2 separate regions of the Drosophila melanogaster genome follow, and region 2 is linked to region 1. The links are chromatin contacts, called in public Hi-C maps. All regions are on one chromosome and are shown on one strand. The core of a region is the stretch at or near the end of the contact, and the rest is flanking DNA. Distances in the headings are between cores, read along the strand shown.

Evidence for each region. A called contact is a pair of places that touch in the nucleus more often than the background predicts.
Region 2: a Hi-C map of the Kc167 cell line shows a contact between it and region 1, with 2.3 times the contacts expected there. A contact is called at or near these places in 3 of 107 Hi-C or Micro-C datasets (the Kc167 cell line, the S2 cell line and embryo).

The regions. Positions count from the first base shown.
Region 1 is chr3R:26,228,226-26,232,594 of dm6, reverse strand. CG12290 reads right to left here and starts at 2,347. Exons shown (of 1, transcript NM_001300611.1): 1 at 1-2,347. The coding sequence starts at 1,890. lncRNA:CR44320 (long non-coding RNA:CR44320) reads right to left here. Exons shown (of 3, transcript NR_125267.2): 3 at 2,327-2,938.
Region 2 is chr3R:29,773,001-29,777,369 of dm6, reverse strand. It overlaps lncRNA:CR46110 (long non-coding RNA:CR46110), which reads left to right and starts at 2,319. Exons shown (of 1, transcript NR_133481.1): 1 at 2,319-3,046. All of the region lies in intron 1 of kay (kayak), which reads right to left.

The DNA of each region.
Region 1 (4,369 bases), core at 1,098-3,597:
CTTGACTCCTCGCCTCACCCTCTTGTTCCTGTAGGCGAAGATGAATGGCGAACTGAGATTGGCCAGCAGGATCATGAAGATGGCCAGCTGGGAGGATCCGCCAAAGTTAGCAGCCGACAGTCGCGATTGCAGGAGTACCAGCAGTCCGAAGGGCAGGTACGAGACCACAAACATCACCACCACCAGGATGCTGATGCGGGCTGCTCTCGACTCCTCACGGTATTTGAATAGCGAACTGGCGTTGCTCAAACGGTGTCGCAAGGAGCTCATGTAACTCAGAGCCTTGGGGGAGGCATGAATGGCGGGTATCTGGAGGGCGTGGCCGTGTTGCTGGTGGCGCGGCGAACTGAAGTGCGGATGATGTTGCTGGTGGTGATGATGCTGTTGCTGCTGATGTTGCAGGTGCAATTGCTGCTGCTGCTGCCGCTGGGCGTGACCCAAAAGATGCGGAGAACCACACTCCTCACTGAGCGAGTCCTGGCGCAGTTCCGTGTACTTGTGGAGATTGGGCGAACTGTGCACCTGGCGTATGCCCTGCAGACGATTAGTCTCCCTCAGATCCTGCGAAGAAGTGCCCAACAGGGGCAGCTGTCTGGCGGAGTAGTTCCTCTTTATTTCACCACTGGCTGTTTGCAGAGTAAGCATAATGTTCTGATTTCTATCTGACAGTGAGTGCTCCTGTACGGGCATCAGTTGAACTCCGGCTCCACTTTCCGCATCTGAGCCACCATCATCCGAGATGGTGGGCAAAAGTACTTTCGCGGCCGAGTCCCGACGGAGACAACTGGGCGAACTCCTCGGCTGTTGGCGCTGATCAATTTGCATTTGCAGACCGCCCAAGCCCAAGCTGCTGTTGCCGCCATGCGAACTGGCCGAGGATATGGAATGCCGATGAACACACAAGCTATTGGAGAACTGGTTGGCTTGAGCCGCCTGCTGGCCAGCCGTCAGATTCAAGGCGCTCTGCAGCAGCGGCGAAGAGCCATTCTGGCGCATGCGCAGCCCATTTCCGCGCGCCTCACTGAATATCCTCCAGTACATTCCGCACACGAAGCCGAAGGGCAGGAGGATGATCACGATGAAGTAGACACTGGCGTACACCACTCCGAAAATACTATTGGTGCTGCTGATGTTGAAGTACGTGACTGCCAGGCGGCGTTGTCTGCTGAACAGGGCGTCCGCCTCAAAGTCCAAAACTCGGAAGGCGGAAAGGGCTCCAAAGAGTATGCCCACCACCCAGGTGAGTGCTATGAAGATCCAGGTTTTCACGCCCGAAATGCGACTGTGGTAGCGCAGGGGATCCGTAACGGCACACCAGGTGTCCCCCACCACGAGCAGTACTGCCAGAGCTCCCAGCGCAGCAGTCATGTCTATGGACCAACATCTCAGTTGGACGGGCGGCAAAATGGGAGCCTCCGTGGGTAAGCTCTCAAAGGCCGAGAGATTCTCTTCGTGTGTCTCGGTTTCCGTGATGACAAAGCCACCATCTCCGCGCTCATCGATGGTCAACTCGCGACAGTAGGTGGCATTGCACTTGAAGAAGGTCTCCACCGTATCGCCGTTTTCGCTGATGTTCCTTCGCACCACCACGCCGTCCTGTTCCACCAGCTGGCCATTGCGACGAAGTATCACCTGATGGTTTCCCGGCTTCGAGAAGAACTCCAGGGTCTCGGCGTTGGAAGTGGATGCCTCCGCAGACTTTCCCGGCAGTCCCAGGAACAAAGTGGGGGCCAAGATGCAGCAACCAATGAGATTGATGGCCAGCAGGTTGATCGTAAAGCGATTGGCGGTGGTCCTCAAGCCAGGCGTTATCCAAAAGGCACACAGCGCCAGCAGGTTGATCAGGAACGAGACGAGCAGCAGGGCCAGGATCAGGAGGTCTATGGCCATTCTTTATGCTGTTTTTCGATTACCACACATCACTTTACAGTTTCACAGTCACTTATGGCCTTTTATTGAATTTGGCTTTTCGGTTTTGTTTTGGCTCTGCTTATGACACAAATTTCACTCGGTAGTATATCCGCTGTCTCTCGTCTCTTCACATTTGCAGCCAAATATTTTTGGTTTTTTGTTGAATACCCTTTTTTTTGTGTTCAGTATTGTATGCGGTTTGTTTCTTGCGAACGCTTGCTAATTTACGTGCGAGATTTGTAAAAAACAATTTCTTTTTTGCTCTCAAGCAGTTGCTTTTCCACTTGTGTTTATTATGATTTTTCGTGTCTTGTCAATTGTCTTGCGACCGTCTGACTCTTGACTCAATTTTGTTCGCCGTGTATTTATCACGCGCACCGATCGGACGAGCACGATCTTCACTCCGAAGCGTTCCAAGCACAACTGTCGTGAGCGTTCGCCCCAACGCCTCCAAATATACGCGACTGCTCCACAGGCGGGTGCGAGCGAAACGGAGAAACGCCAGCGCGAGAACGGCGAGCGAAATGAGCGATCCGGAGAGCCACGAGTGCTCGAGTGTTGCTGCAGTTGCTGTTGTTGCTGCCACTGCCGTGATTTGCGATTCCCACGCTCCGACTTTGAAATTATGTTGCTGCAAGTGGCCGCTGCACTGTTGCCAGCCGGTCTTTATCACTAGTGGTTGTTGTTGCTGCTGCTGTTGTTGCTGCTGTTGTCCTAGTTCAGTGCGGCAGCAACACAAATTGTATAATCTGTTTCTTTTTTGCAATGCCAATTGCCGCCGCTTCACTTTTGCTCTGTATTACATCACTGGCTCAATGTTATAGCTGCTGCTGGTGCTACTGCTGCTCGTGCTTTTCCATTTTCCAAGACACATTTTCTTCTGGCTTCTGCACAATTTCCAATGTGCAACACAACGGCGTTCGCGCACTATTTTCTTAACCATAAAAATTGCATTTTTATTAGGCCGACTGCTGCTGTGAAATGAACAACAACAACAGCTGATGAAATTCCCACCGTCGGGCGCCAGCTGCAAGAAAAGAGCGAGAGAGAGAGGAAAAATCCAAATTAGAGCGAGACGACGCTTGGGGAGATATGTCCGTAAGATAAGGCACGGTTTTATTATTGCTGTTTTGATTGTGAAATTAAAAGCAAATAGAAATAAACGCTGGACCAAGATGATACAGCAGATTTAATCCCCGGCTACCAAAACCCGCTCGACAATGACTCAGAAAACATAACAACTCAATTTCGCAAACTAAAAAATCGGCACGCTCCCTGAATGAACATATACAAATTGGTTATCGCAAGTTTTGCGATAAGAAATAAATCCAGTTTTTTTTTTCCACTGGGGAACTGTCCAGAAGTTCGTCATGGGTACTTATAGTCAATTACCTTAAATCGCATTGGAACCACACCCACTCAGCCCTACACGCCCGCTTCACATGAAGGCTCTTGATTATAGTTAACTGTCTTTTTATAACTACGCATTATCCCATGAAGTCGGTACACAGATCGGACGACGATCAGGCGCTTACAACATGACCGGAGAATCGACTCTAATGAGCTCATCGCAAATTCTACTCGGTTCCCAGTAGTCATAAAAAGTTTGGGGCATCGAGCCAAAAGTCAATGCCACAAGGAAAGTTTTTGGTTTTTTTTTTTTTTTTTTGTTTGAGATATTTTCTTGGAAAATATGCAATAAAATATGCCATGTTGAATGTGTATTTTAAATTCCACTATTATTTATCTATATTTCCATGAAAGTTCTCAATAATATCGTAAGGCGTATAGCGCACGATGACTTTATTTTTAGCAGTGCATTTCATTACCGTTACAGTTCTATGGAACACACCAGCCGAATATTTTTTCTGTGAACACGCGACCGGAGACTGTGAAAAATCAACAGAAAAGCAATTTTCTTCTGGGCCATTTTTTTTTTTTGTGTCAGGTCTGAGCGGCGTTTGCATGCCCTACTTACGCCAGGAGATATATATTTATTAATAGCTGCGATGCCCGCAAACGAGTCGTGAAAATGCCAGAAGATGCGAAATGAATGATTGCCGATAAAGATGGCGCGTTTAATTGCTAATTTGCCCCAAGAATCGTCACGACAAGATTTATGTATTCAAATTATGCAATGTCTTAATTAAAATATATTTATGGGTCTTTGTCTTCGCAAAGATCAAGAGAAACGTTAATTTTTATTAATTGCATTCTAATTTTCTTTTTCTATCGAATTTTATCGACCACTTATCCCCTACGAGCTCAAACATCCGCCCCTAACACAAAGTCTTATCAATGTGGAGCTCGATCAACGTCCACCAGCCATCGATCATATGGCAACATGCCCGAACTTTTACATTTAACTAAAACCCATCCGAGCGGAACGGAACATCCATCCATCTACGGCGTGTGACGCTGAGTCAATAAGACCCCGACTAATTCATATTTACTTTGG
Region 2 (4,369 bases), core at 1,070-3,569, 3.5 Mb before region 1:
GGCCCCATTTTGATTCCGAGAAAATCGAAAGCTAGTGCGAAAACACGCAACTTCTGACATTTTCCTTTGGCTGCTTACATATTTTTTTTTTTTACCAGCTCGTTAGTTCGAAATGCTCGATTGGGTGATGACATAATGCTCTCGGTCTTATTTTCTAATGGTATGGAAAAGCGATCGCTTTCCTCTGGCCCCCAAACTTGTGACGTCATGGCGCGGAGTAACCGTGTTGACCAAATTTGGCTCTCAAATGAATCGCGGCCCGAAAACCGGCTTCTCAACTCTAAAGTTGTTTTCTTTTCAAAGGCCTCAACTTATGCTAAGTTCAAGCCATTGACGTCATGAGACGATTTCATTAGCGTAGCGCCAAAATGCACAAGCTAAACGCTCTTTGAAGTGCAGATAGCCATGTATGTACAAAGTATCTTTCATACCGATGATTTTAACTAATTGAAATAGCAAATCTAGCGAAAGAACACAGATCCAGAGATAAGCTAAGCCGTCTTAGTAAAGATCTGATAAAAAATGGCCAGCTCATCCTATAAATAATCTTGTTATAAAGTTTCTATTCTTACAGCTGGAGTTAGCTAGCATTCGTAAGCTATATTATTTTAAATAAAATTGTTATTATTTCGAAGAAGGAAAGCTAACACATAAAGTTGATAAGTAAAACCAATTGATCATTTCCCAGTTTTCACTGGGCACTAAGAGTTATATTTACCTTTTTTCTTATCAATTCTGGCAAGGTGCACATTGCACATTTCCCCCGAAACCCACAAATTAATCAAAGAAATCGCTTTTGGGTAACAAGTGCATTCTGCTATCTACACAATCTATTTATATGGATTTTAATCTATGAACGTGCGTGAAGCAACGCGGTTGAATTTTCGAAATCCCCGGAAATTTTCCTGGAACAATCGAAAGCCATAATAATAAAAGCAAATAAGATATAAGAAATGAGAAAACGAGTGCGAGGACAGCAAAGGCGAAATGTCGTAAAAGATTCGCCATAAAAAACGTAGGAACCGAAGACGAAATTACAACAAGACAAGAACAACAATAATTAATTGTTTATTTTGTTGTGTTTTGTTGTGATGTGTGTGCATTTATTTATTTATTTGCTGGCTAAGTGAGCACGCTGATGTCGATGGCAACAAAGGCGGCGGCCGAAGCATTGGCAATTTTATATTTATTTATTTTTAGTTGATGCGCACATTAAATTGGCAATTTCTGCTGGATATCCGATCGTGATTATAAAGCGCTAAAAAAAACGAATCTGCGGTTCTGTTCTGTACAGTTGGTGTCGCAACGAAAGGGCTTTTTTTTTAAATCAATACTAAAACGAATCAAATATAAATGTAGGCAATTATTATTGGCAGAAAGTGGTTGTGATCACCTAATAACACAATCTCTAGGATTAATCCTATCCTATACCTATAGTGATCTCATGTGATCTCCAGCTTGTGTTTTGCAATTAATTAAACCCTATTCTCTTGACCCCGAGTGTGCAAACATAAAAATCCGTAAAAAGGTTATCTCCGAGGAGAGTTCGCTGCTCGTTAGCCGATTTGCTCGTGACTTTTAATGCGTTTGCTTTTAATGCATGGAATATTTATGTAGCACGCTGCATGTTTTATGCAGCGCAATGCGAAAAAGGCAATTTGAGTTGTTCAAGTGCACAGCACCATATTCAGTATACATATAATCGCAAAATACAACCCCAAGCCCACCATCCCGATCGCCATATCCCCATCCTATCACCATACCCAACATTGCATCTCAAACATTTCGACGCGTGAGTCGCTTGACATTCTAAGTGGAATACCAGCGAGATTCGAGGGGGGATTCGAGGTATTCGGGGGGGGAAGAACGGGGGTGAGCCGCAGCATCTGAGTGCCACTTGACCTTGGCATTGGATTTAATTCTATGGCAAAATCAACTGCAGCATAATTTCGAATGTCAGCCGAATGGGAAATCGGGGTGGAAAGATATATATGTACATATATATATTTCGCTTGTCAAGTCTGGTATTAGCCGGGGGATTTGCGTGCCGAACAGAAGACAAGTCTATTTTCGCATTCAAGATTTCCCTTTGAATTCTAAAGGCAGCCGAAAGTGGCAGTCATTATTGCTAATAAAATAAAAAATATATATGTCCACCTAAGGATATAGACAGTTAGCATAGACATTTAAAAACATATCTTTGAAAATCAATAAGCTTCGTCAAAGTTAAATTTAAAATCACACCAAAATGCGGCAAATACAAATTTCAGATAGATATGCTATCCAGTATTTCATAGCTTGCCGCAGTCCCAAGTGGAATCCAATTAGAAACGGAAGCGAAAGCCTTGACCTCCGAGCGGTTTCTTGGCTTATTGGCCACAGTGCAGCAATATGAAATTGGCGATGCACGTGTTGCGAACGAGAATCAAGCAGCAATAAAGACCGCACCTACGCCACAAAAAAAGAAACAGATGCAGGGTGCAAATATCTGACAGATACAAGATACACAGGGGATGGCGATGGATGGTGAGGGGAATGTCCGAAAACCAAACGAAATAGAAACAGAGAGATAGTGGAACAATAGAAAAACAAATGCAAAGAGGGCAACCTTGGCTGCGACTACGAATCAAGTGCAACGAGGGAATGCACAATAAGCCACTCACTCGCACTCGTCGCGCTCTCCCACTCACGTCTGCCTCTCTCGCATGCGATAAAAGTATCTGTGTGAGCTGCTCGCGCTCTCTGGCTCTCTCTCTCTCTCTCTCTCTCTGCCATTTAACTGCCTTGTGCGCGTGAGAGAGCGGCACAGTGACAGCGCGAAACAACAACAAAAGTGTAAATTGAAATTCCAAAGATGTCGACAAAGTAAATACGAAATAAAAACCAAAACGAGACAGCGGCAACAATAACAATGGAAAGCTACAACAAAATGCGCACCACACAATTCGGCGAATAATCATAATAAAAAAAAAGGCAGACGAGTATACAAGGCAACAACAAAAAACAAAAAGTTCAATATATTTTTTAAACAAGTTTCCAGACCCGTATGTGTGCCGTTTTCTATATGTTTTCGCCTCACAGACAAAGTCAGCCTTAGCATTCAGACGCTTTCTGTGAGATATGTTGAGATTCATATCCAAAACCGGGGGGAGTACGGAATTATTGCGTTCTATGCAGTACCAGTTTGTACCGCCCGACCGTACCTATCCTCTTCTATCCCACTTCCTCTTTATTAATCCGAGTGAATAGCAATAAAACCAGATGGCAACGAAGCGCGAATACCCTTTCAGTGTGCGAATTCATAAGTGAATAATCATCTTATTTTCTAGATTCAACTATCTGCAAGGGAATTTCAAGGCAACCATTCGCTATTGGTAGCACAATAATTTTGGGCTTATTGGTCAAGTTTCTTTAGATTCTTTTAGCATATGACCGAGCTACCAAGGTGCATGTGACCTATAAGAAAGTAACAGTTGTAAAGTCAACCCGTTCTCCGACTGATAATACTCCCGCGTATGTAGGGTACACAAATAGAGTATCGCACTTACGATAAGATTGCGCGTCGGTGTTGCTATTTTCGTTGTCGCCGTCGATATCGCAGCGCTTAGATCGGCGGGCAGAAAGTCCAGCTCCTCCTCATCCACCGCCTGGTTCTCCTGGTCCTCTGGGTCATCCTGCACCATCTTGACCCTGTCCTCTTCCGCCGGATCTGGATCCTCGGGCTTTCTGATGGCGGGCTTTTTCGTTGTGCGCTCCACTTTGACTTTCATTGTTGCTGCTCTCCAGTTGGCGATTATAAACAAAACTTACATGTGCAGCTGGCACTCACACACACAATCAAACACCAGCACACGAGCACACACACACACACTCTCTTTTCGCCTTTTTGGCCTTTTCCAGTCAATTCTGTAGATTAAAGTCGGGCGAACCACGCCCCGCTCCACACACCGTTGTTTATCGAACTTTGAACGACTTTAGGTTGAATATTTCGTAATTATCCACGGATTTCTACCGCTCTGCGGGAAAAAAGCGTTGCTGTATTGCAGATATCACACAGTTTTTTGACGGTTTGTTGGGAATGTTCTGGCTTTGCACTTGTGAAAGTGTTAAACAATCAAGTGTAACAACAACAAGTTGGCTGGATTTCCTTTGGGGGGCGGGGAATCTTTGTCTCGCTCCAACCAACGTGGCTCGCGGCGCGCGCGAGCGGGAGAGCACTAGTGGGCGTGGGGCGTAGGGGCGGGGGAGGTTGGGTGGCACTGATGGACTGCGGCCGATTAACGGGGGTGAGAGAGAGAGACAGAGAGAGTGGCGCGAGCGAGAACGAGAGTGAGAGGGAGACGGCCGCGTGGCTTTCCGCTGCCGTTTG